6 separate regions of the Mus musculus genome follow, and all the other regions are linked to region 1. Evidence: chromatin contacts called from public ChIA-PET and HiChIP or PLAC-seq data. All regions are on one chromosome and are shown on one strand. The core of a region is the stretch at or near the end of the contact, and the rest is flanking DNA. Distances in the headings are between cores, read along the strand shown. Region 1 holds the start of Smg8 (smg-8 homolog, nonsense mediated mRNA decay factor (C. elegans)). Region 2 overlaps Ints2 (integrator complex subunit 2). Region 3 holds the start of Tspoap1 (TSPO associated protein 1). Region 4 holds the start of Supt4a (SPT4A, DSIF elongation factor subunit). Region 5 overlaps Rps6kb1 (ribosomal protein S6 kinase, polypeptide 1). Region 6 has its middle 14 kb from the start of Mir21a.

Region 1 (4,147 bases), core at 465-2,964:
TGATGGCCATTGCTCCAAAATTTGTAGCAGTCTTCGTGTAATTGCATGGCATATTTGTGAAAGGCTGGACCTCGAGCATGCTGACTGTATACCCGAAGAGCCTGAGCAAGCTGATTCTTATGGACTGTCATGGTGTAATTATGCGGCAAGTTTGACTGGTAGGCACTATGAGCCATGGGTAAAGCTTTTTGGCACCGGTTTTCCGAGAATTTTGTGTCTATATCCAAAAACCCTTCTAAGACTTTAATACTGCTTAAAATCTTAGATGTTAGCTCCCCAGTGGGGGAGCCCAAGTCCTCTTCCTTCCCATCGATAGCCACTTCATACAACTTTGCTGCTGCAGAGATCCACTTCTGGTAAGTGGGCAGTTCAAAATGGGAAGGCTGTGGGTTCCTGCCCACACTGTCATCAAAACCTTTTTTGCTTAGGACCAGCTCCACGTGCTGCCACAGGAATTCTCGAAGAGTGAAATCCACTAGCTGGCCTGAAGAACTCGAGGTGCTGCTATCAATGTGGAAGGAGAGCTGTTGGCGGCTGTGCTGTCTCATCGCTTGGTACCGCCTAGGTCCAGAAAGGGGTGCGGGCACCAACAACGATTCTGGGTCTTTCACGGTACAATGGCTCCTAAGCTGGTCCAGCAACATGCCAATTGGGTCCTCCTCCTGGCTTCCGGGGACTATGTACACAAAAGCTTGGTTGGCAGGTACCGTAAAGAGGCAGTTGATACTCTGATTAGTCAAGACTCGACTCTTGCGAAAGATTCTATAGATCTGGTCCTCCAGGGCATGCTGCAGCCTTCTTTTGGGAGAGTGCTTCTTGGGTTTATCTGGATGAGCTGTATCCTGGCTCCGAGGCGGTTCCACCTTAAGGGCCCCATTGAGTTGAAAGAGGAAGAGGAGTCTAGGTGGGCAAGGTCGGCAGTTTAACTTCCAGTCTTTGCCAACTGGGCAATCCTTAATGGCTGTTTTGAGGAGGGGTAGTACTTTCTGTCTCAGTCCATCCAGGGCTCTGAATACACGATCATAAGTGATGTCAAAGGAACACGTCGGATGGACCAGGAGCAAGATATGACAGACAGAGAAGAGGTAAAGGAGGCTGAGACACTGTAACTTCTCCTGATGCTTCCAGAACTCGTGTGTTTCTGCATGAGGTAAAGAGAGGCCCCCTCCGGCTTCACCGCTCTGGAGGGCCCGACAAGCACGCAGAAGCTGTGAGTTGTCACAGATGGAAGTGAGAATAAGATACAGAACTTTGCTTTCCTGATTGTAATAGGCCTGCAAAAGACTGAAGTCCTGGGGACCTGGCTCAGCTCGGTTACCTTCCGCCGTAGCCATACCTCCGCGAAGTGAATCCCCGGCTGCAGCCCCGGGGTCTCCGGCTCCTCCCGCCTCTCCGACAGAGACAGCTTTGGTCTTGATTCCAGTTCCTGGATCTCCAGGATCCTGATGGTGAAAGAGTGGGAAAACCTGTCGATCGCACACAGTATTCACCAGAGAGAACTTCTCGGAGTTGAGGCGCAGAGCCGTCTTGCCGAAGATTCCCACCACGCAGATCTCATCCTCCCTCCACGGGGGCTCGGGCGTGCCAGCCGCGTTTCCCCCGCCTTCAGCGGAGGGGCCTCCAGGACTCTCAGAGCCCAGCCAGGCCGACGCCCCCATGAGCAGCTCGCGCAAGCTGACCGGCCCCGCCATGGCGGAGAAAGAGCTTCCTCTAGCGTTCTTCCGGTCCCTCGCTGATCCCAACCCACCCGGTCCTATTGTGAAATCCCTCCTCCGCCTGTTAGTCCTTGAGTTCCGGGTGTCTGTCCCTCCCCCCAACACTCCCTTCCACCCCTTTGCCTTTTCGTGTCCCTTGCAAGGTCTTAGCGCTACGTTTACTCAACTCGAGTTTAAGATATCGAAAGCTAGATTGGTTGCCGTTTCAGTTTTAAAGAATACGCCAAAACCCACAACAGTTCCAACTGATTCTTCTAACAGCTCAGCGTGGGTGGTTGATCATACTCTCACCTTTTCTGAAGACTGAGGCAGGAGAATTTCTTAATTTCTTTTTCTTTCTTTCTTTCTTTCTTTCTTTCTTTCTTTCTTTCTTTCTTCCTTCCTCCTTCCTCCTTTCCTCCCTCCCTCTCCTCTCTCTCTCCCTCTCCTTCCTTCCTAACTTCCTTCCTTCCTTCCTTCCTTCCTTTCTTCCTTTCCTCCTTTCTCCCCCATGCCCCCATTCTACCTCTTAAATGCTGCGATTAAAAGCATGCACCACTACCACCCAGCAAGGAAGAAGGATTCTTGAGCACAGCAGCTGTGCTAGCCTGATAACATACCAAGACCCTGTCTCCATAAAGAAAAGAAAACAAAAAAGAAAGGACAGGAGGGAGGAGCGAGAGCACCAAACACATTGTTGCACTTCTGTGATTCCAACATTCAGATATTGCTCTTACAGAGAAAAGGAGCTCTTGTTTTGCAGCACCCATGGCCTGCAAAACACACACACACACACACACACACACACACACACACACACACACTCCAAAATTAATCTTTAAGAAATAGAAGACGTGGAGGTGGAGAGCTACGTGTCTAGTATGCAGGAAGTCCTGTGTTCTATCCTCAGCACCAGTATAAACTGGGTATAGTGGCCCATGCTGCAAACCCAGCACTTGGGAGGTGCCAGAATGATTAGAAGTTCAAGATCATCCTGAGCTATGTCTCAAATTCAATGCCAGTCTGAACTGTAAGAAAACTGTAAGTCGTGGTGGCACGCTCCTTTAATCCCAGCACTCCGGAGGCAGAGGCAGGCGGATTTCTGAGTTCAAGGCCAACCTGGTCTACAGGACAGCCAGAGCTACACAGAGAAACTCTGTCTCGAAAAACCAAAAAATAAAAAAATCTGTTTCAAAACAAAAAGATAAACATCAACAAAAGAATTGTAGAAAATTCTAGGGAGGCAGAGGCAGGTGGATCTCTGAACTGAATTTGAGGCCAGCCTGGCCAACAGACTGAGTTCCAGGACAGCCAAGGCTACCCAGAGGAACTCTGTCTCAAACAAACAAACAAACCAATTGTGGAAAATTAATCTAATAATTTAGCATAGTGGAAATATGAATAAGTGTGCGTGTGTGTTGCTGGGGATCTAATTCATGTCTTTGTGAATGCTAGGCAAGTGCTCTACCACTGACTACATTTGTAATAGATTCTTTCTTTCTCCTTCTCCCTCCCCAACCCATTGTAGGTTCAATTGCCCTGGAACTCTTGTCCCTCCTGATTGGTCTATCTTCACACCCCAAGTGCTGGCATTACAGATGTATACCATCCATGCTTTTCACTTCTTACAATACTTATGGTTTTAAGCTAGACATAGAAGTAGGTCACTTAAGCCGAGTATGGTGGCACATGCCTTTAATCTCAGCACTCGGGATGCAGAGGCAGGCGAATTTCTGAGTTTGAGGCTAGCCTAGTCTACAAAGTGAGTTCCAGGACAGTTACAGTGAAACCCTGTCTCGAAGGAAAAATGAAGGAGGAGGAGGAGGAGGAGGAGGAGGAGGAGGAGGAGGAGGAGGAGAAGGAGGAGGAGGTGGTGGTGGTCACTTACATTCATGGAAATCTTACTTAGAAAGTCAAATAGTAGCAATATAACAGCATAAACACAGAGTACTCACTGTGCATAGAGCTGTGATAGGTCTTTTTAAAGAGTTCTTTAGGATGGGAGTGTACCCTGTGGTTAGAGCACTTGCTAAGGGGCCTTAGGTTACATCTCTAGCACCATGAAACGAAACAAAACAAACAAATCCATTGTGGAATTGATTCTCTCCATCCACCTTTCTATGGGACCCAGGAATTAAACTCAGGCCCACCAGGCTTATTAAGTGACCATCTTTACCTGCTGAACCCTCTCACCAGTCTCCATGTCTTTTATGTTATATTTGTTAGTTTTGTTTGTTTTTTAAACCTCAAGATGTGTTGTGATGGTACACGGCTTTGATCCTAGCATTCAAGAGGCAGATGCAGGTGGAACTCTGTAAATAAGGAGTTCCAAGCCAGCCTAGCTAGACAGTGAGACCCTGTCTAAAAATAACAAAGCAACATGAACTCTGGAAGCATATGATAAACAGTAGTTTAATAAAATCATACAATGTGCAGAGTATGTAAGTGCTTAC
Region 2 (4,147 bases), core at 1,002-3,501, 850 kb before region 1:
GTGGTACCTGAGCACCAGTTTACCAAGTACCAGACAATGAAACAATGAATCTTGTTCTGTTGGTGACCAAGAAGCATATTTTACATGTAACAGGACAGAGTAGAGAACGGCGAGACTTTCTTTTAGGTGACATGAAGCTGGAGGGTGAGTTAAGCACCTCCAGTACTTGTAGCTACTGAGGAGTAAGACTGTGGCCAGACATGGAAGCTCACACCTGTATTTGAACCACTCACTTGGGAGGTAGAGGCAAGAGGATGAGGAGTTCAGGCACAATTCAGCTGGGCAGAGAGTTCAAGACCAGCCTCTACAAGAGACTCTGCCTCAAAAACAAAAATCAAATAAAAATTGTACATCTGAAACTTTTTATACTAGAAAAGCAGCTTGCTTTGAGGTAATTTTGATACAAGTGTGCAGCACTATGCCCAGCTAATAGCACAGTGTTTCAGGTACAAATATTTGAAATATACAAGGAATATTCACATTTCAACTAAGTAATAAGTACACAGGAAATTCTTTATTTACTATGCATCTTCTTGAGGATAGTTAAATCTATAAATAATATAAATATGTACAATTTTTATCTCTAAAATATTTTTAAATGAGGATTTAACTAGAATCAATATACATATACATGCACATGTGCATAAGTATTTTTAAATAAACAATGAATATACACTGATGTAGTTTAACAGCTATCACAATCTAATATGTGATTCTACCTCAGATTTCAGAGTTCCTGTCCTAGCTTCTATATCTAGCAGGTGGCTGCTAATGTTTCTTATAAGAATAAAACCAAAAGTGAAGTGCTGAGATTACACATAATATCACAGGTAAGAATATATTTGGGGCAAATAATCTTTTGGCTACTGACAAAAACCTCTCAACAATGGCGTGAAGTTCTTTACACCCTTGGAAGACAAAAACTAGACCAGAGAAAACCGCCTAACCAGGGTGTTTCCTACCAGGAAAAGGTCTTCTCTCTCATCTCTTCCTATTCATCAAGGATGTAACTGCAGAGACTGGCTTCAACAACCCCTCTCTGCAGGACACACCTCTCAATAGCAAGAGAATAACATGTCTCTTTTTCATCTTAAAAATTCAGGGCTAGAGAGATGGAGAGGTGATTGAGAGCATTAGCACCCACATCAGTGACTCACAACTGCTTGCACTCTTTTTTTTTTTTTTTTAAGATTTATTTATAATTATACATAAGTATGCTGTAGCTGACTTCAGATGCACCAGAAGAGGGCGTCAGATCTCACTGTGGGTGGTTGTGAGCCACCATGTGGTTGCTGGGATTTGAACTCAGGACCTTTGGAAGAGCAGTCAGTGCTCTTACCTGCTGAGCCATCTCGCCAGCCCCCTGCTTGCACTCTTAATTCCAGAAGATCAGTGGGCACCGTACCTGTGGTGTACTTACATACACAGGCACTCACACACACAAATAATTTTCAAGTCGCTTCCTGACCTTATTCACTTCAGTTACCGCATCACTTCTCTTTCCCTTGGCAACTCCCCAAAGCAGTCTCTTCTCATGGTCTATAGCACTGGGTCCTCCAGCTCCCTTCTGAATTCATTACATTTGGTCTTCATCCTACCATTCTACAGCAAACTAACCTCCACATGCTATGTGCAGCCCTTGGGTGAACACTAGTCCTCATTTTACTTCCTCATTCAGGTTCATCCAACAGAGCTCAGACAGCAGACCTCACTAAGTCCTCTTTGAAATCTCCTTTGGTATCTACAACCCCTATCTCCTTGATATCCTCTATACTCCATTGCTGAGAACCTATCTAATGTCCAAACTAATTTATGCCATTGTCCAAACCCTCTAAGTTAGCCTTCCTCTCTCTCAAATTTGATTCACTAAAGTAAACACCAAAGACTACCTCAGTCCCATGATATGATACAAATCATCTGAAGGCCCTAGCATCTCACTGCTGCCTATTCACTGGACTTCCATGGATGGGCTCTGACCCACTCACTATCAGGAAGTTACTACTGGAGAGGCTCGGCCCCGTGCCGCTTACCTAGCGTCTTTGTGTTCGCCAGGAGAGCTTCCTCGTAAGACAGGATATAGTAGAGCACCAGAAGCTGCGCTGTGATACTGAAGCGCTGGGTAAGGCGGACGCTGTCTCCCTGAGGTGATACAAAAACGGTGAAAACACTGAACAGCAAGCGCATAAGAGAGATCATCCAGTGCTGCTGCATCAGCCCAGCTAGACCGAGAGCAGGACTGCTGGGTTCACTGCAGTCTGAGACAACTTCAAGCTTCACTGAACCTTGAAGGGCATGCATGACAGGCAAAAGGAAACATCCTCTCCTCAATTTCAGATGAGGGGAAATGTCACAAGACTTCAGCTTCTACTTCTCAGTAGTACTCCCACCAGGCTGCTTCTGAAAGACTTTCAGGAATCAAAGTTCTATCTGAAATTACTATGAAGAAAACAATTCACAAAAAAAATCCTGTACATTAAACTGTGTCTGTGAAAACTGCTATTTTTCCCTAACAAAATGAGGAAAAAAATTTTTATCAAACTTTCCATAATTGAATCCAGGTGTATTCTCAATTTCCAGGAAACTAAAGAGCACCCACCACGTTGGACAGGTTGAAATATCCCACAGGCCTTTAGCAAATACCTATCTTCAAGGCACCCATTAAACTTTAACAGGAGGCTTCAAAACAACTCCTTGTGCTGCGCACGGTGGGGCAAGCCTGTTAGTCCAGTATTCAGGAAGCTGACTCAGCAAAATGATGAGTTTGCGACTACCCAGGCTACAAAGTGAGACACTGTCTCAAAACTATATATTTAAGATATATATTTACAGATATATATAGATACATATAATTTAATCATTTTAAATTATATATATATTTAAATTTTACACACACATATATATATATACATATATATATATATAAAATCTTCAAAAAGTGCTGTTTGTCAAATTACTTGGAACTAATATTATTATATAATTTTTATTAGTAAGCTAATAAAATTTAATCTCATTTATGTGTGCATATGTGCAAGTGTGCATAGCACATATGAATCTTATTTGGAAATCAGAATTACCTATAAGACTTCTAAGGAATAAAGACGGACTGAGGCCGAGCTGTGACAGGTGAAAGGACTATTGTTTTATTTACCCCGATGACCTCCTGGAAAAGGTTCAGGATCTCCTGCTCAGTGACCGGCTGGTTCGTGGCTTCAGGGTTAGACTTAGACGCAGGAGTGAGTATGGAGTTTATGTACACATCAATCAGAGGAAGGAGCTGAGGGTGGAGTGGAGTGGAAGTTTCACATAGCTGTCTGTAAATCCAGTCCTACAAGAAAAAAATTGAGGCGATTGGAAAAAAAAAAGATCAACACCGTAGAACACATATAGCTTTGCCATGTTCCTCAGATCAATGTACTACTGACCAGTAGTTTGGGGAGCTAAAATATACTACACCTCTTTTCCTAATCAGTCTATCATTTAACCAAAAACACTGTCTCCTGAAAGATACGCCTAAGACGGTGAGCAGCCTGGCTCTGGGTTTACTGTGTTTCTGAACCTTCCCTACTGTCTCTATCTAAAGCTCTCTGTGTGTCATGGAAGACTTCCCAGCAGAGGGATATTTCTCCAGAGACTAGAAAAGAACTAATATGGGATACCACTTACCTAGTGGTGAGGAGACATGCAAAACTTCAAGGTGTGTATCTGGACTCTTAATCCATAACTGTCTTACTCAATAAAAGCACAAAAAGAAGCAAAAGATGCAACGTAGCTAAAAATTAATATCACTAAATCGCCAAAAGCGTCAAAAGGGCACCTAACAAGATATGTCACATATAAACTGCTCATTGCTCTTTTTAAGTAAAAAAGGCTTTTATAACAGGTTCAAAAAACATTTACTTACCTTCTGTATTTCAGATTTCTCATTAAGAGACCTTTTAACCCTTTGATATAACCAAATATTAAAAAACTGAAAACATAAGTTAGGCACTGGCTATGCTGGTGACAAATTTGCAAACAGCAACAGTAAAATTTAGAGAATGGGCCAGCCATATTAGTGCGCACCTATTACCCTTAGCACTTAGGATGGGAAAAGCAGAAGATCAAGAATTCACTGTGAGCCTCAGCTACAACTCAAGTTCAAGACCAG
Region 3 (4,147 bases), core at 790-3,289, 670 kb after region 1:
ATGCCAAAGAATATACCCATTAGTGACATTCACATGTGGTGGCTTCATGTACATAAGACACTAACCGCGAGATCATCAAGATCTCTCTGGATTGCCACATTGATGAATTGAAAAACATTTAATTTGTGTGTGTGTGTGAATGCTGGTGAGTGTACCAATGTACTGTGGTGTGCATTTAGGGCCAGAGAACACCTTGCGTGGAGGAGTTCTCCACTTTGGCCACGTGGTTACTGGGGATCAAACTCCAGTGGTCAGGCTTGGTGGCAAATGTCCTACCCACAGAGCCATCCTATTGACTAGGATTGAAAAACAAAATGTGTTTTTGATTGCAAGCCAATTGTAGATGTAATTACAACCCCAGCAACTGGAAGAGGAAGGACCAGCTTGAGCTAAGACTCTTACCAGAGAGGAAGCTGTCTCTTTATAATGTATAGACTTTGCTTGTTATTCTTGTGATTTCCTCAATAGTACAGTACAATTATTTTAACATTCACATCGTATTATAAAATAGGTATAAACAATCTAGAGATGATTTAAGGCATGGGGGTGGGGTGGGGCTGGGCTGAGGATATGGTTTAGTGGTAGAGTGCTTGCCTAGCATGCAAGAGACCTTGGGTATACAGAAGGATGTGTATAAGCCATGGGCGGATATTTCATCACCTTACATAAAAGGACTTAAGCATTTGAGAACTTAGTGGGGTATCCTGAGATGATCTTATAGACAGTCCCCTTAGGCATGGAGGGGTGAGAATATATATACAGAGACTGCGTGCACATCATGCCAGGCAAGTTTATCATGTACATAGATCATTGTATGCCATTGTACATTATTATATGACAATGTATGTCATAATGTGTTAGTGCTGTATAATGGCATGATATCTGTGATTTATAGCAAAATGCAATGATAAACTCATACGTAATTGCATGCACATAGACATTGTAGCAAATAGACATACAATGACACAAAACCATGCACAGATATATATCCAATGAGATTCATAGACAAAATAGCACACATACATGCAGTGATCTCCATGTATACACAGACATACTATGCATACTCTTCTATACATACATGTAATATGACATGCATATGCATGCTGACTGAAAGTTACATGACATAGCATGTGTACTGATGTTTAGACTGCTTTAGAGAAATGAATGTTACCTTCTCTCTTATGCAACTCCAACCCCTACCCAGTTCCATTGGCTCTGGCCTGGGTGGAGCCTACTGTCTGGGTGGGGGGTGTTCTCTATGCTTTAGCTGCTATTCCATAGGGGTGCCACATGAGGGCCCTCGACCTTGGCTTGTCTTGCGTCTAGGAGCAACATTCTTATCTCTCGAGATCTAGGTGCCCCACATACAGGCAGACACCTAGGTTGGGGCAATTCCTATGTCCTTGTTCCCAAAAGCCATTTTTTTTTCATAGCAAGTAAATAAATAAAGCCTAATGCTAGACAGAAGATGAACTTCCTGATGGTTGAGGGAAAATCAGCCCAAAAGGTCCTGTCTTATGATCTCTCCTGCTAGCCTGTGAAGGCTGGGCTGTCCCCCAAATGTGATCTGCCATGGGGAAGCTGAAGTCGTTTTTCAGCCTATTTCAACACTCTGTCCTTTTGCTCGTCTTTCTATTTTCAGACTTTTATTTCTTTGTTTTATTCCAAATCCCACCATTTCAGCTCTGTCCTTTTCTACAGCTAGGTCTCTGTCACATTGTTCTATCCCCATCAGTCTTGCCTGAAAGGAGAGGACTGTCTCTACTCCCTTTCCTCTGCACCCTGGAAGTGAGGGTCTGTGGGGTCAAGGGGATGAAGAGGCCATGTTGGGGGGTCCGGAGGGGGTAGCTTTCTAACCTACCATCCAGTAAGGAACCTGCTCTTTCCACTGTCCCGACCCTGCCAGCTTGCCTGCCGGTCCAGCCCACCAGTCCAGCTCCATCGTCATGGAAACCAGCAGCTGACTTCCTATTGGTGGGCAGGAGGGGAGGAGGAGGGGGAAGGGAGGGATGATGATGCTCCCCTGCTCCCCACTCCCCATTCTGAGGCTCTGCCCTCCTTCGTGCCCACCATCTCATTTGGGGAGCTCCGGGACCGCGAGGGACCCTTGCAGTCCCTCGAGCTGAGACTAGCTGAGGCAGAGACTATGAGGCAAGCCGCCCATCGACCCAGGCCTCCTTAGGACCGCCCAGCCACCCAGCAAGCAACTGATCGGCGGCAGCCAGCGGAGAGAAAAGCTGGAGATAAAGGACCACAGTGGATCACTGGGGATCATTCCCAGGAACTCCTGCGGACCCTTTCCAGGCAGAGTGGTCGTGATGGGTGGCCAGACTCACAGACACTGAAAGACACACGCCACTACAGATACACCGGGCTTTACAACACTGAGACAGGACCGGCGACAGCATCACACACTGCCACAGCCCTGCAATACAGACAGCCCCTACCCCCACGCAGAAACAACTGGTAACTCTTAAATAGGCACAGACAGTGACACATAGCACCACCCTTCTCAACATACACAAGTCGGAGTATTCATCCTCCAATCACATAATAAAACATCACTGACCTGCAGGGACAGACCTGGAGGCACACGTACATATATACCTTCAGCCAGGCACTCCTGGTGGTGGTCTCTCACCCCCCCACACACACCCCGTACACACACACACACACACACAAGAGAGAGAGAGAGAACCATGAGCAAACCCCAGCTCCAGTCTGGCAACCCCGATACCTTCTGAACCCTCCTTCGTGGGTGGGAAGAGCTCAGCCAACCTCTGATGGACTCGGTGAAGCCAAACACTTACAGGGAGAATGGTCTAGTCTGGCATGACCCTTGTCAGTCTTCCCGCTGGTGATGTCCCCAGGTCCAGGTTCGGGGGCCCCTTGCCGAAACCATGGAGCAACTGACAACCCTCCCACGGCTTGGAGACCTTGGAGCCATGGAGCCATGGGCACTGCCTGCCTGGCAGCACTGGACTCAGGGCCAGGGGTGCAAACCTGGAGATGCATCTCCAAGCATTGCTGGTACTCCGACAGCTCTGCAGGTTAAAGGATTGAGGTTTGAAGAGAGTTCCAAGCCTGAGGGAGCTCATAGCCCTGGACCTGTCGGAAATACTGATCCTGAAGCAACAGAGACCGGGCTGCCTAAGCTGGGGCAGCAAGCAGAGAGCCCTGGGTACAGCTGTTCCGGGCTGGAGGAGGAGGAGGCACAGGCTTATAAGGTAAGAGAGGATGGAGAGGGCTGCAAGATGGACTGGCCATAATCTGTAGTCCCACTGCCCACATTTCTTGTCTCTGTCTCTGTCTCTCTCTGTCTGTGAGTCTGCCTGTGTGATTATCTGTCCTTCCTTCCTTGGACGGGAATCTAAGTGGCCTCGCTCTGTTCTCTCTGGCTCTGGCCCTCAGTGTGGGTACATGTGTCTCTTTCTGATTATGTTAGGTCTCTTCCACCACGAGTCTGTCTGGGGGGAATCTTGGTATGCTGGGGGGTGTGGAGGTGGGCTTGGTGCTGGGCTGAGCCAAGGAAGATTTTGTTGTGGGTGGGTGTGAGTGAGCTAGCTACTGGAGAGGATGAAGGAAGCAGGACTTTAGTGGAGGGCAGGGGACTCTACAGACCCAAGATGTCTAGACGGATGGGGAGGGAGTTTGATCTGCCATTACCTAAAAGGCTGTGGGGTAGAAAGGCAAGCATAGAGGAAGAGCAGGAAATGCCCCAGAATGGTGTGAGGCTGCCGCTGAAGGCATGAAGGCATGGAGGATGGGCCTGTCCCTTCTCCTTAGGTCCTGGTAGCACCCCTCTCTGAAGGCCTGGGACACAAGAGAGAACCTGTTCACCCCTTGGGTTATAGAGTGGCGATGTTGCACACGGAAGACTCCGGCTAGGTTGAGTAGGTTTCTGAGACACCGTACCCGGTCCTTCCCTATGCCAGGCCAAGTTCAACATAGGCTTCGGGGACAGGCCTAATCTGGAGCTGCTAAGGGCCCTGGGAGAGCTGCAGCAGCGCTGTACCATCCTGAAGGAGGAAAACCAGATGCTGGTGAGGCCTGGGGAGTGAGGTTTCCCTCAGCACCCCCGATCAGCCTATAAACATTCTCTCCAAGGAGGGAGGCACCCACGGGTGACATAACCCCATGCCCCAAC
Region 4 (4,147 bases), core at 1,163-3,662, 650 kb after region 1:
GTAACCTCGTGGGTCTGCAGGGCCCGGAGGCCCACCTTCCCAGTGTAAGCCATACAAAACCAGCAACCCAACTGAAGGTGTGCAAGTGGGAGTGGAGCAGAAAGTTGGCCCGGGCAGCTTGTACCACGTGGGTAAGGGCTGATGGTGCCTCCTGTGGCTTTGTCCCAGCATCCTGACCACTGTCAGCCCCTCAGGCAGTATCCTTGCCTGCAATGTGAAGGTGGGGGCAAAATGGACATGGGATCCTCCTTGGGAACCTTCTCTCCTCAGAGTCAATGGGGAGACTGGCATCCAGGCACCCACATGGGTATTTATATCTGAACCAGACAGAAAGATGCTTGAATCAGGCACTATGTTGAAAAAATGTATTTATTTGCTAATATATTTATCCATAAATATGATCTGGCTTTGTGGTTTTGTTTCATTATGATTTTTTCACTCAGGATAACAATTCCATCTTCTCTATTTCCTTTTGTTGGATTTTTGAGGCCCAGCCTGACTCCCAGTTCACTGCACAGCTAAGATATAACCTCAGACTGGTCCTCTCCCCCCTCCCAATTACTGGGATCATAGGCATTTACCATTATTCCCTCTGGTTTCGGATGCTATTGGTGATATCAAAGCTGGTCAGATAGGGTAGGTTTAAAGCCCCAGAAAGGTCAGAGAGAGCAGCGTGCCTGGTACTCGTCATGATTCAGTCATTTATCTGTGCTGGGCTGCTGGTGACTCTGGTGCTTCACTGACTGACTTTGTGACCTTACAATATTGTAAGCAAATACTGAACCTTGGAATGTGTGCATACACGTGCATGCACTCACAGGAGTGTGAGGGCAGCCTAATCGATACAGCAAGTGCCAGGACAGCCCGAGCTACAGAATAAAGACTTTCAAAACAAACAAACAAACAAACATACAAACAACAAGGGCCTCTCACTTGAACTTGCCTGGAGTCCCTGGGATCTGCCTATCTCTGGCCCCCAGTGCTATGGTTAGAGTAGCAGACCATCAAATCCCACTTATATGTGGTGGGTCCTGAGCCAGCTCCTCAGCAGGATACCTGCCTTTTACCATAAATAAAATGATCCTCCTTCAGAGATGATAGAAGGCTTACATGAGATAGCACAGTGAAAATGTATTCCAAACTGAAAAGAGATTTCCCGGTGCTAGAAAGTATCTAAAACCCAGTCACTGAACCCCATGTGGATGCAGTTTGGGATAAAGCCTAGAATCAGTCTTGCTGTCCCTCAGTTTCAATGAGAAGGGCTGGAAGGACAGAACAGCGGGATTGCAACTATTTATATCCCAGCGCTCCAATTCAGATAAACACAAATGACCAGGCTTTTGCCTACATTCCAAGAGCCTTTGCTCTGTTCACACCGCACCAGACCTCGTATTTCTGTATGGTTTGCTCAGGATATTATCTCGGTGCCATTTAAGGAGACAAGGAGGAATTTTGTGTCCTACACAGTAAGCACATTGGCAGCTGGGGTGGGGTTAGAGTATGAGAAGTGAGATACCTAATCCACAGATGTTCCCATGGAATTATGTCTAAATGTGCCGAGAGTTTTACAAAGCGTAAATTATGAGCCAGGCGCGCAATCGAGAGGCTTTTAGGAGGAATTAAATACGCGTTTCCCTCTATCCAACACGCCTCCCCTTTCCCCGTCGGCACGGCTCAAGCTAGCATTCCTGGGGACCGCAAACGAAACCCTATCACGCTCTCCCAGTTACAAGAAGGGGTGGGGCCTCGTCGGGTTTTTGTCTCTGCAGGCGTCCAGAAAGGCAAGACTCATTGCCTCGAGCCTTAAAACAACCTAGCGCGAAGCGGCGGGCTTGTATTCTGAGCATTCCGGACACTGAGACGAGGGGCTTGTGTCAAAAAGTCAAATACCCGGGCGTGGTGGTGCGCGCCCATAATCCCAGAACTCCGAAAGTGAAGGCAGGAAGATCAGGAGTTCAAGATCACCGTCCCGTACTCAGAGGCCAACTTAGGAATTAGCATTGTCTCAATAAATGAGCAAACAAAATAAAACAAGCAGACAAAACAATCTAGGTTTTCCTCGGGAGTCTGAAGAGCACTCAGGCCAGAGCATTTTGGGCTCCATCAAAAGGCCCGCGTCGCGAGGCGCAGTCCCGCCAGTCGCCCCGCTCCACGCTTCCTGCGCATGCTCCAACCTCCCCCAGCTGCCCCGCCCCTACGGGCGCATCAGCTCCCAGCGCGCGCGCCGTCTTCCGCTCGCTCTCGCGAACCAGGTGACGGGCGCGCGCGCGGCCCAGGTGACCGGGCGGCCCCGCCCAGCGCTCCCGCGGGAGGAACCATCTTCTCCACGGGGAGGGAGGGGCGGGGCCTGCGATGGCCGGCACCGGAAGCGGAAGCTGCGTGCCCGACGCGTCTGGCATTCTGGGTAATGGTCTGTTTACTTCCTGCGGCTGGAGGAACCTGTGTTGTCGTATCGGTGAGGATGGCCCTGGAGACGGTACCAAAGGACCTGCGGCATCTGCGGGCTTGTTTGCTGTGCTCGTTAGTCAAGGTGTCCGTTGGGGCCTTGGTTGTAGGAGCGATCGGGGAGGCGAAACGGGAGAAAGAGGGTGAAATGGGGCCAGACACAGGAAAGGAAGGCTCTGAGATTCGGGGAGTGGGAAGCCCGAAAGCCTAAGGGAGCCGTTGTTTCCGTCCACGGAACGCGAGCCGGGTGGCTGTGCCTACTGGGGGCTGCGTTGCAGTTCTCGGCATAACTGAGCACAAGTTTGTCTCCCCGACAGACGTTCGGTGAACTTGCTGTGGTGGACTGGAAAGACACTAGGAGCCAGAGCAGCCGAGAGAGTAGCAGGAGAGGGTACCTGACCCCAAAGAGGCTAGAAAATATGTAAGCTGAATTAGGGACGCGAGCAAAAAGGTATGAGGGTGGAGTTTAGGAACAGTTTGGAGAGGAGAGGGTGTTGGGTTGTATAGAAAACGAAGAGGTTGGCTTTGTTGAAATATTAAGGCGTTGTTCATGCTCATACTTGCTTTTTTTTTTTCTTTCCAGACTATAGACCAGTTCGAATATGATGGGTGTGACAATTGCGATGCATACCTACAAATGAAGGGCAACAGAGAGATGGTTTATGACTGCACCAGCTCTTCATTTGATGGGTAAGCCCCTTTCACGCGCCTTTGTTTACTTCTGCACCCAGAAAGTTAATATGGGATAGATTTTTGAGGTCATAAGACTAGCTGGTCTCAGCAGTTCTGAGAGCTAGTCTATGTGTCCAGCCCAGTAGCTGTAAACTTTTGTAGTGTAAGACCCCCTTTCGGGGACCCCCGCTCTAGTCTCAGGAGTGTGAGAGCACCCAAAGAAACACGAGGACCCATCTTGCTGTAATTACATGAGGACGTTTAATTACGGAGCTCCGGACCGACATGTATCCCACACAGGAGATAACGGATGCCGGCCACGAGGCTCGAAAGCTTGGGGGTTTTATGGGGTAAGGGGCTTAGGGGTGTGGAATTGAGCATAGCGACACACTATTGGCTTATTCAAACATTAACAGAAAGATTACATGTACGTGCAGGGTGTCAGAGTTCTGTGAGTAGTTGACTCAGTTCAGATAGCCCTGTTATGTCCTCACATTCCCCTTTATCTTATGGTCAAGATGTTCCCAGGAATGTTTTAACTATGGGGCATACCCAGGTTTGTTTTTCTCTTTTCTCAGCCCCAGGCAGCCTCTAGGCTCACAAACAACCAGCAATTTCTGAGTACTTTATATGACTTACAGGTCTTGAAATTTCATCTTTCTTTCAGTAGCTACTGAGTACTTGACATGTGGCTAGTTCAAATTCGAATATGCTTAAGTGTCAAATACATACCAGCAAACAAAGATTCAGGGTGAGGAAAAAGGATGTCAAATGATCTGAATTTTTAAAAGATTAGTTAAATATTGAAACAATGTTTTAGGGTTATTTGATTAAAATAAATATTGAAGCAGGGAAGTGGTGTCGTACGCCTTTAATCCCAGCACTTGGGAGGCAGAGACAGGTGGATTTCAAACCAAAAAAAAAATTAAAAAATAAATATTGAAGTTATTTTCATCTTTATTGTTTTAAGTAGTGGCTAAGAGGACTTTTTTTTTTTTTTTACCTCGAGACAGGGTTTCTCTGTGTAGCC
Region 5 (4,147 bases), core at 563-3,062, 590 kb before region 1:
CCAGCTAGCTAATGTCTGCTCCTGGGATGAAACCATAGATGTATGGATACTGACATCTTTGAGATACTAGCCATTTTCATTTTCAAAGCCTCAAAATCCATTTCTCATAAATTCAACATTTCTCATGAGAATAATCTTAGATCTAGCCCTTGTAACCTAGGAAATATACAACTAACTGAATATTTCTAAAATGGTCCTGTATTAAATATGATGTTCAAGGCTCAAGATATTAATGCTAAGATACATTTTGTTTATAGTTGTCAGCTATAGTACAGAATGTTGAATTTATGGAGTCTCTCACATGCATCCTATCCTCAAATCTCAAACTATCTCAAAAACGGTATGTGGGAAAATTCTTTAAGTTAAGAGCATACAAGGGGAACAAATAACATAATTTTCCTAATGGTCTGGTTCAAGTTCAAATAATTAATACATTGTTAATCACAGCTGGTTTATAAATCCCAGTTTAGTTATTCTGTAACACTACAAACCTTATAAAACAAATTTAGTAAATTTCAGTTCAGTGAGTACATATTAATTAAAAAACAGAATGTAGAAAATAAAAAAATATCCTGTAATAGCTGATTTTAAAGAAAATAATCAAGTAATGAAAGAAAAAGCACTTAATCTTTTTTTTTATTCACTTACCTGGTACAAGCATGAACACCTCTCTTAGAAACTCAGAGTAGTATTGATATACACTTTAAATTATGCTTCAGTTTTTACAAATAAATACAGAGTAGGCCATATTGCATAGGCATGTGCTTTCTGTCTGTGACACTCATGTGACACCTGACATGTTTTCACAGTCATAGTAGGGATATCCATTTATGAAAGTTTCTCAATAAACTTGCCACAGCATCAATTTCACTTAATGTTGTGATAGAAAAGCTATATATTTGTGTAGATGGAAGTCGACAGAAGGTGTACAATTAATGCGTTCTACACAAAAACGTTGCGATATTTGCCACTATTGCTGGCAGTAATTCTATGAACAGTTTATTAACAGTTTATGGGGTGGTCACAGTGCACATATTACTAGCAACTAGGGCTAAGGAGGAATCATTTAGTGTAAAAGTTTTATTGGAATTTGGCCAGGCAGTCAACGCTATAGTTAGTAAACACATTTAGAAACAGATATCAGAGTAGCACAAGCCATTTGCAGTCTGAAATGATTCCTATAATGCATTGCCATAGGTTTTTTGAGGGGTTCTATTTTTTAAGATACCACAAACTCTCAAAGAATGAAGAACATTCTTAATCATTACTGCAGCTCCTAATTTACTGCTACAATTATGAAGTTCTCAAAATGCTGCTACAGTCAAGAGAATCAGGAATGACCATTTAAATGATAAAAAAAGAAATTCTCTGTCCAGATGGACGTTTGCTGCCACAATTGAAGGGCAGTATTTCCAGTCATCTGCCATGGCTCTGGTTTTTTTTTTTTGTTTTTTTTTTTTAAGATTTTTATGTATGTGGATGTTTTGTCTGCACATGTGCATGTAAGAGAACATTTGATCCAACGAGACTACAGTTTATAGATGTAAGCTATCATGTGGGTGCTGGGATTGAACTCAGGACCTCTGGAAAAGTAGCCAGAGTTCTTAACTGCTGAGTCATCTCTCCAGCCTCTCAAGGTTCTATTTTTGCTCACTGTTAACATTTCTTCCCATCTCACTTCAATTACAATTTGAATAAGCAAGGTCTGGGTCAATCCTGACTGTGACATGCATAAAGAATTTTATGGCTTGGATCCTTTGAGGAACACAGCAAGAGCATCTGCATAAAGAAACCCAAGGGCTGCAACTATTACCAAGACAAAAAAGACCAACAGAGTGGCGTGACAGGACTCACTGTGTGACCATCTACCTAGACCAGTATGCACTGCAGTATATTTTATAAAGCTCTGCAGATATTAAACCCTTTCACCAGCTAGTCATGGAAATGCTCCTTAAGGCAGGAAGTATTTAAGAAAGGTAAAGTTACCTTTATTTTTATTCTTTGTACCTGTAAATCACTTATGTTGACTTTGTTACAATTTCAAAAACAGTGTCTTGTTAACATGTTTCCTAAATTAAGCCACTAGGTTTTCTTATTCGTTATGGAAGACATTCATCAAAAGGCCATCAAATATTTTTATAAGTGAAAAATGTAGCCCCAGTGCAGGAGGGGAAAAAAACACCATTTTTTTCTTTTTTAGATTCTCAAAAAAGAAAATTGTTAAGGAAGGTAAACAGCATAACAGTACAAAGTAAACCTAGAACCACACCAATGTGCTGTAAAGAGTCGAGAGAGACGCCCGTGGCAACACCCTCTCCCCTGCAGGTCTATCTCCCCCGCTTACTGCCCTCTTTATGCACTTTAGCCTGATTCTCTTCTGTCCCTCCTCGACCAAGGCTTGACTCAAATACTGGTATAAGAACAGGTGGTGATACTGTTTCCAGTGTAGTGCAGGCCCAGGACAAGGATGCAATGTAGATCATACAACTTCTGCCTGTCCCAAGGCTTGCAGTTACGCCAAACACACAGCAGTACTGCAAGTAAAAATGATTAAACAGACTTTTCCCCCCTAGTATTACAGACAAGTATTGCAGCTAGGTTACTAAAACAAAAAGATTAAAAAAACACCCCAGGTCCACCCCAGGCCCTCAGACAAGCCACAGCTGTGGTTAACAATGATCATTTGCATTTTATTTCATCAAGAGAAGACAGAAGCTGGCTTTCTTCACACCAACCAATAACTTCGCATTTTAAAGTTTGGGATGTTTTTCATAATGAGCTGAATCAAAAATCTATTTGAAAAATATATATTTATATAAAAAAAAGATTCAGGTTGTTTGCACGTAAAACATCAATCGATAAAGTTTCTTTTGTCTTTGATTCTGTGTTGCTGGAAAAAGTTTGACAAAGCTTGCATGCTAATTTGTCCTTAGTTGCAAGTATTACAGGCAATCTCAAACTTTGCCTATTAGGATAACCCTTATTTGACATCATCAGATTTCAACGGTGATTCCGAAGCAACATCCTACCCTTAATACTGTCAGTTTGCAGCCATCAGCATGAGAACCCTTGCGAACGCCGAGATGTTGCTAGGATAGGAACCAGTCAGCTGATGTGTCTGTGGATTCCACAATACTATTTTGCTTGAGTTTTTTGTGGGTTTATTTTTTTTTTTGCACCATTTTTGATTGATTTTTTAAAATCCATGTTTATTTTTTCCTCCATCGAAAGCATTCCAGGTAATGACACTGACTCTTTGAGACTGCCATTTTATTCTTGTTTTTATATTGCAGGATGCTCACACATCCCCTTCCCGGATTTGTTTCCTTTTTGATTTTGCATTAATAAAAGCATTGTTTCATCATAGATTCATCCGCAGGTGCTCTGGCCGTTTGGAGATCATAGGAAAAGCTTGTTTTTTGTACGGCCCGGAGTTGGGTTGTCGGATTGGAAGTGGCGCTGATGCTTCCCCGCTCACTGTCACATCCATCTGCTCTATCCCACTTGTTTCCATTGGGTATTCCACAGGGGTCTGAGGATTTGCCGTGCTGGCTGAAGCACCTCGTCCCCAGAAATCCCCAGGAGAGAATTTGACTGGGCTTTAAGACAAGGAAGAGCTATCATTCATTTGTCTCAATGATCATCTTAACAAGAAGTATTTCTCATGTTTAAAGGGAAGGGTAATGTGACCTTATTTTATTTTCATGTGGACTGTCTCAAAGGCAGAGCTTCAACCATCTTTCCCCTAGGCTAATAGCTAGTGTGTCCAAACTGGCCTCTTTACCTCTACACTTGACCTTTAAGCCCTTAATGACATATACTGTTAACTCATTTTACTCTCCCACTTAAAAATGACTTCCTATTGCACTTAAAATACTTTCCCAATTTGCTGGCCATTTTCCTTATTTACCACATTCCAAGAACTCTGACTTCTTATTTCCAAAAAGCATGCTCCCCTCCCCAGGGGCGTTCGTTGTCCTGGCTGCTGTTCTGCCTGCAATACTTGGTACTTTTTTTTTGTTTGTTTGCAAAGCTAGCTTTTTCCTTTTTCTTAGAAGTTACTTCACCAGGGAGACCATGTTGCCCATAGGTAATGGAAGCCTCCTCATTTTTTCTCTGCTTTCTACTACCACCCTTTTTAAAAAAA
Region 6 (4,147 bases), core at 677-3,176, 520 kb before region 1:
CCACCATGCCCGGCAAGCACTGTACTTGTTAAGCAATGAAGTGAACCACTCTACTTGGGTCTGAGAATTACAATTCTGTAAATATATTTGCCTTTGAAAATGATTGCTCTGAACCACAAGAGGGAGATGTTGTCAAATACTACACTGTGGCCATCGGTTCTGAAGACAGTGAGATCCTCTATGTAGCCATTTTTAAAAAGGCCAGGTGCAGCTGTGCCCTGGACTGAAGCACTCAGGTGACTGGGGCAGGAGGATCTGTTCAGTTTGGAGTTCTAGGAAAAAAGAAAAAAAGAGAGGGAGAGGGAGAGGGAGAGAGAAGGGGAAGGGAAAGGAAAGAAGAAATGCAGAAGGTGTGGCAAATGGCTGGAATCCTAGTTCTTGGGAGAGGGAGGTAAGAGGATCAGGAGCAATGGGCAGCCTTGAGCACACACCAAGCTCCAGGTCAGACAGGGTATACACACGGCAAGACCTTGTCTCAGACACCAGAGCCAGGTGCTGGAGACATGGCTCATCAGGTAAAAGCACTTGCTGCCAAGCCTGACAACTGAGACTCCTCCCTGGACCTACGTGATGGGCAAAGAGAAGCTACTCCTCTGATCACAATTGTGCCGTGGTATGTGTGTGCATGCCCCCACACACATTAGTGAAATATTTATTTTGAGACAGGGTCTCACTCTGCAGTCCTGGCTAGCCTTGAACTGTAGATCAGATTGATCTCAAACTCAAGAGATCCAACTGCCTCTGCCTCCTGAGTGTTGGGATTGAAGGTTGGGCTACCATACCCAGCTTTTTTTTTTTTTTTTTAAAGTAACAGGTAAATGTGATAATTGTGTACCTTTTGGAGGGGGTGGGGGTGGGGGTGGGGTTGATTGATTGATTGATTGAGACTCGGTTTCTCTGCAAAGCCCTGACTGTCCCGGTACTCACTTTGTAGACTAGGCTGCAAACACACAGAGATCCACCTGCCTCTGCCTCCTGTATGCTGGGATCAAAGGTGTGTGTCACCATGACTTTTTATTTTATTTTATTTTATTTTTTTTGAGACAGTGTTTCTCTGTGTAGCTTTAGCTGTCCTGGAACTTTGTCTATAGACTAGGCTGACTTCTAACTCAGAACTCAAGAGAGCTGCCTGTCTCTGCCTTTTGAGTGCTGGGATTAAAGAAGTTTATCACCACTGCCCAGCAAGACTACTAGGTTTTGAGCTGCTATAGAAGGAAGTTTACATGCTTTGTGGCAAATTTGAATTATATCTGTTTGTGTGAGTGAGTGAGTGTGTGTACATGCATGGGCATGCTTGTGCTATCTTGGAGGAGTTGACTCTGTGTCCAGAGGCCCACGGTCAGCTCATAAGACTTCATGGAGGGCACCTTTGCCAGGTTAGCCATCCTGTCAGCCCTTCAGTAAGAATCTCACAGCCAGGTGGTGGTGTCACGCAACTTTAATCCCACAGGCAGAGCAGCGGCAGAGAAGCAGAGGCAAATTGCTGTGAGTTCCAGGACAGCCTGGTCTACAGAGTGAGTTCTAGGACAGCCAGGGAAGCAAAGAAACCCTGTCTTGAAAAACAAAACAAAAAGGTGGAATTAACAAAGAAAGACACAGGAACCACAGCTGCATAAAATGTGACAGTAAGTGTGAGGGGAACAGTGTATCAAACAATATAAAATAAGAGCAAAATAGAAGCACTGGCTATTTCTACCCAGTCTACCAGTCCTGACTTATTGTTGCATGGGAAAAAAAAAAAAAAAAAAAAACCAAAGCGACAGCTCCCTGCTTTCTCTCCATATGGAAATGATTACCGTTTCGCTGTTTTTCTTATCGACTGTTGCCATGGTTTAAAATACTGGACCATATCTTATTTCGAAAGAATGTAGACAGTGGTCTGTTCAGCTGCTAGAAGGCACACCCCACTGGCTGCATTCTGTTAAATATACTTGAGAAATAATTAGATCATAATTCTCACAAGACAAACCCGTTCAGCCCTGGACACATCCAAGGCCTTAACTTCCCAGTTGATACCAAGGCTAAGGCAGACCCGTGGCTGCATGACCTCGCTGGGGGCAAGCTGACTCAGGAAAATCTTGCCAGAAGGAATGCACACGAGAGAAGTCAGAAGTTGAAATCACTTGACATTTGAGACAGGAATTCATGAGGTACAAATGGGGTGAAGGTATTTTTATTTGAAAGCCCTGTAATCAACAGCAGGTGACTATTTGAAACTCCAACGGGCACCCAGGCCACATCCTTGTGTGTGACCTTTTTCTTTTTTCCCAAGGACTCAATTAGTTGACATATGTGAATACCAAAATATCTAAAGCTTGTTTTAAACATTTACATGGAAAATAGTGTTTTAAGAATTTTTATGACTTTTTTTTTTATTAGAGTTGCAGTTTTTACACAAATTAACATTGGGGACCAGATGTGGAGACGTGTGCTTATGCCTCCTATACCTCCAGCTGTAGAGGAGGCTAGATCAGGGGAAATCAGTTGAGTCCTGGACTGAAGTCAACCCTGGCAATATATTGTGATGCCCCTGCCCTCGTCAAACCAAAGCAAACCAACACGATTCACAGGAAGCCCAAGTTAAAGCTTCAGAATTTAAGATGCGAAATGTACCTACCAGGCAGAAAACAGAAGTCCAAACCCCTGGGTAGATACAGAAAACACCTGAAATGTAATTTTGAAGCCAAGCATGGCAGCACACACCTGCCTTCAGGAGGCTTAGGCAGGTGCACCAGCCTGGACTCCGGGCGGGCGAGGATGCACCCCAGGGCAGGGAGTGTGGTGTGAGCCGACCTTTTTCTTTAAACTACAGAAGCCATCTCTTTCCTGCACTCTGCCTCCCTTCCAGCTTTGGACTCCCCTTCCCCACAGCAGTGACAGGTCCATCATTTGTAAAGCCTTTCTTTCATTCCTCCCTCCCCCCTCACTTCCTGCTCTCAGCCAGTCCAGCGACTTCTTCGAGGCATCCAGTGAGGAGTTATGGATGCTGGCTCAGTACTGCAGGGGGATGGAATGCTTGCAATGCAGGGTTTCCTTGGTTGTATGAAGCTACGATTCTGGCTTCCTAATTACCGCTTTTGATTGTTTATATACACAACTCCCCCCCCCCCCACCTTTTAATGGAAAAGAATGTAGTTCCAGAAAGAACAACAGTAGGGCTTGCTGGCCTGGCCTTTGAATGTTGCAATGTCTGCTCTGACTCGGGATGGCTTCGCAGCATGCATACCAGCGATTCCTCTTCTGGCCACCATGTTTATCACTCGCTTGAATTCTCGTCCAACGTTTTGTTTTAAAACATGCTCCATATGTCTCTCCCACTGTGCCTCCCCATGAGTCCACAGCTGGCAATCCACCCTCTCTTCTTCTGCCATCTTCTTACCAAATATGGTTTTATCAGCCGACTTGTCAATTTTTAAGACACTTAAAAGACACTGCCTTGTCCCTCATCAATCAAAAATAAATTTTTCTTGGGGGGCAGTGGTGTTTAGGAATGTGAATGAAAAAAAATTTTAAATTTTTATTTAATAATTTCCTGCTCCTGAACCCTGACATGTCTTGGAAGATGTGGGCTTAGCTTTAGAAACAGAGGACTCCTAGTCCGCAAGCAGTGGTGATTGCACAAGGAGCTAAGATAAACTATACAGATGTTTCTAGTTTCTGAGAAACTGTTAGTTCAACGTGGAAGAAAACAGGGAATTGGGAATTCAAGCTACGGAAACAAAAAAAGAGAAAGGTGATGGCCCCCACCCTCCTCCCCACTGCTGCTGCCACCACCGCCAAACATACAACTTACAGCATTTCAAAAGTAATTTGTTTGTTGTTTTGTTTGTTTTTCAGACAGGGCCTTACTAAGTAGCCCTAGCTGGCCTCAAAATCACCAACCTCCTCCTGTCTCTGCTTCCCAAGTGCTGGGATCAAAAGTGTATGCCACCGTGCCTGGTGTTTTTTTGTTTGTTTTTTTTTTTTTTTGTTTTTGGTTTTTCGAGACAGGGTTTCTCTGTGCAGTCCTGGAACTCACTCTGTAGACCAGGCTGGCCTTGAACTCAGAAATCCACCTGCCTCTGCCTCCCAAGTGCTGGGATTGCAGGCATGCGCCACCACTGCCTGGCTGCCTGGTTTTTTAATTACTGGCTTTAGCCTAATGGCA

Evidence for each region. ChIA-PET counts read pairs in DNA pulled down with a chosen protein or histone mark. HiChIP or PLAC-seq counts read pairs in DNA pulled down with a chosen protein or histone mark.
Region 2: an H3K27ac HiChIP or PLAC-seq map of large pre-B cells shows a contact between it and region 1, with 4 times the contacts expected there. The contact joins the enhancer-like site here to the promoter of Smg8 in region 1. A contact is called at or near these places in 2 of 39 promoter capture datasets (hippocampal neurons and liver), 2 of 115 datasets of contacts at active chromatin or transcription factors (bone marrow-derived macrophages and large pre-B cells) and 1 of 9 other capture datasets (pancreatic islet).
Region 3: an RNA polymerase II ChIA-PET map of memory CD8 T cells shows a contact between it and region 1, with 19 read pairs. The contact joins the promoter of Tspoap1 here to the promoter of Smg8 in region 1. A contact is called at or near these places in 1 of 39 promoter capture datasets (liver) and 2 of 115 datasets of contacts at active chromatin or transcription factors (bone marrow-derived macrophages and memory CD8 T cells).
Region 4: a contact with region 1 is called in a FOXA1 HiChIP or PLAC-seq map of pancreatic cancer cells. The contact joins the promoter of Supt4a here to the promoter of Smg8 in region 1. A contact is called at or near these places in 2 of 39 promoter capture datasets (both in liver) and 1 of 115 datasets of contacts at active chromatin or transcription factors (pancreatic cancer cells).
Region 5: an H3K27ac HiChIP or PLAC-seq map of embryonic stem cells shows a contact between it and region 1, with 3 times the contacts expected there. The contact joins the enhancer-like site here to the promoter of Smg8 in region 1. A contact is called at or near these places in 15 of 39 promoter capture datasets (the C10 cell line, the HPC-7 cell line, HPC-7-derived erythroid cells and 10 more), 6 of 115 datasets of contacts at active chromatin or transcription factors (astrocytes, bone marrow-derived macrophages, embryonic forebrain and 2 more) and 4 of 9 other capture datasets (adipose tissue, embryonic stem cells, liver and 1 more).
Region 6: an H3K4me3 HiChIP or PLAC-seq map of bone marrow-derived macrophages shows a contact between it and region 1, with 5 times the contacts expected there. The contact joins the enhancer-like site here to the promoter of Smg8 in region 1. A contact is called at or near these places in 12 of 39 promoter capture datasets (3T3-L1-derived adipocytes, the C10 cell line, the HPC-7 cell line and 7 more), 1 of 15 datasets of contacts at CTCF or cohesin (large pre-B cells), 4 of 484 Hi-C or Micro-C datasets (CD8 T cells, pro-B cells, stem cell-derived neural stem cells and 1 more), 14 of 115 datasets of contacts at active chromatin or transcription factors (the 230-238 cell line, astrocytes, bone marrow-derived macrophages and 10 more) and 3 of 9 other capture datasets (adipose tissue, embryonic stem cells and macrophages).

Annotation. Positions count from the first base shown.
Region 1 is chr11:87,085,063-87,089,209 of GRCm38.p6, forward strand. Smg8 (smg-8 homolog, nonsense mediated mRNA decay factor (C. elegans)) reads right to left here and starts at 1,715. Exons shown (of 4, transcript NM_024262.1): 1 at 1-1,715. The coding sequence starts at 1,691. It overlaps Prr11 (proline rich 11), which reads right to left. Exons shown (of 10, transcript NM_175563.5): 10 at 4,094-4,147.
Region 2 is chr11:86,229,935-86,234,081 of GRCm38.p6, forward strand. Ints2 (integrator complex subunit 2) reads right to left here. Exons shown (of 25, transcript NM_027421.3): 14 at 3,149-3,325; 15 at 2,031-2,139. The region is part of intron 2 of Brip1os (BRCA1 interacting protein C-terminal helicase 1, opposite strand); the gene reads left to right. Among named protein-coding and RNA genes, the nearest start is that of Ints2, 26 kb to the right of the region's middle. Within about 2 kb of position 2,252, at least 19 of the 459 cell types and tissues checked have an H3K27ac peak or open chromatin away from gene starts, as enhancers often do.
Region 3 is chr11:87,758,502-87,762,648 of GRCm38.p6, forward strand. It overlaps Tspoap1 (TSPO associated protein 1), which reads left to right and starts at 2,040. Exons shown (of 32, transcript NM_172449.2): 1 at 2,040-3,227; 2 at 3,936-4,043. The coding sequence starts at 2,901.
Region 4 is chr11:87,735,139-87,739,285 of GRCm38.p6, forward strand. It overlaps Supt4a (SPT4A, DSIF elongation factor subunit), which reads left to right and starts at 2,413. Exons shown (of 5, transcript NM_009296.2): 1 at 2,413-2,530; 2 at 3,029-3,135. The coding sequence starts at 2,462. It overlaps Rnf43 (ring finger protein 43), which reads left to right. Exons shown (of 10, transcript NM_172448.4): 10 at 1-401.
Region 5 is chr11:86,499,364-86,503,510 of GRCm38.p6, forward strand. Rps6kb1 (ribosomal protein S6 kinase, polypeptide 1) reads right to left here. Exons shown (of 15, transcript NM_001114334.2): 15 at 1-3,599. The coding sequence ends at 3,362. Among named protein-coding and RNA genes, the nearest start is that of Rnft1, 17 kb to the left of the region's middle. Within about 2 kb of position 1,813, at least 11 of the 459 cell types and tissues checked have an H3K27ac peak or open chromatin away from gene starts, as enhancers often do. A contact at or near this core is called in embryonic stem cells, where this site is marked.
Region 6 is chr11:86,568,470-86,572,616 of GRCm38.p6, forward strand. It overlaps a transcript of Tubd1 not described here. Among named protein-coding and RNA genes, the nearest start is that of Mir21a, 14 kb to the right of the region's middle. Within about 2 kb of position 1,927, at least 115 of the 459 cell types and tissues checked have an H3K27ac peak or open chromatin away from gene starts, as enhancers often do. A contact at or near this core is called in 3T3-L1-derived adipocytes, the SN4741 cell line, adipose tissue and 7 more, where this site is marked.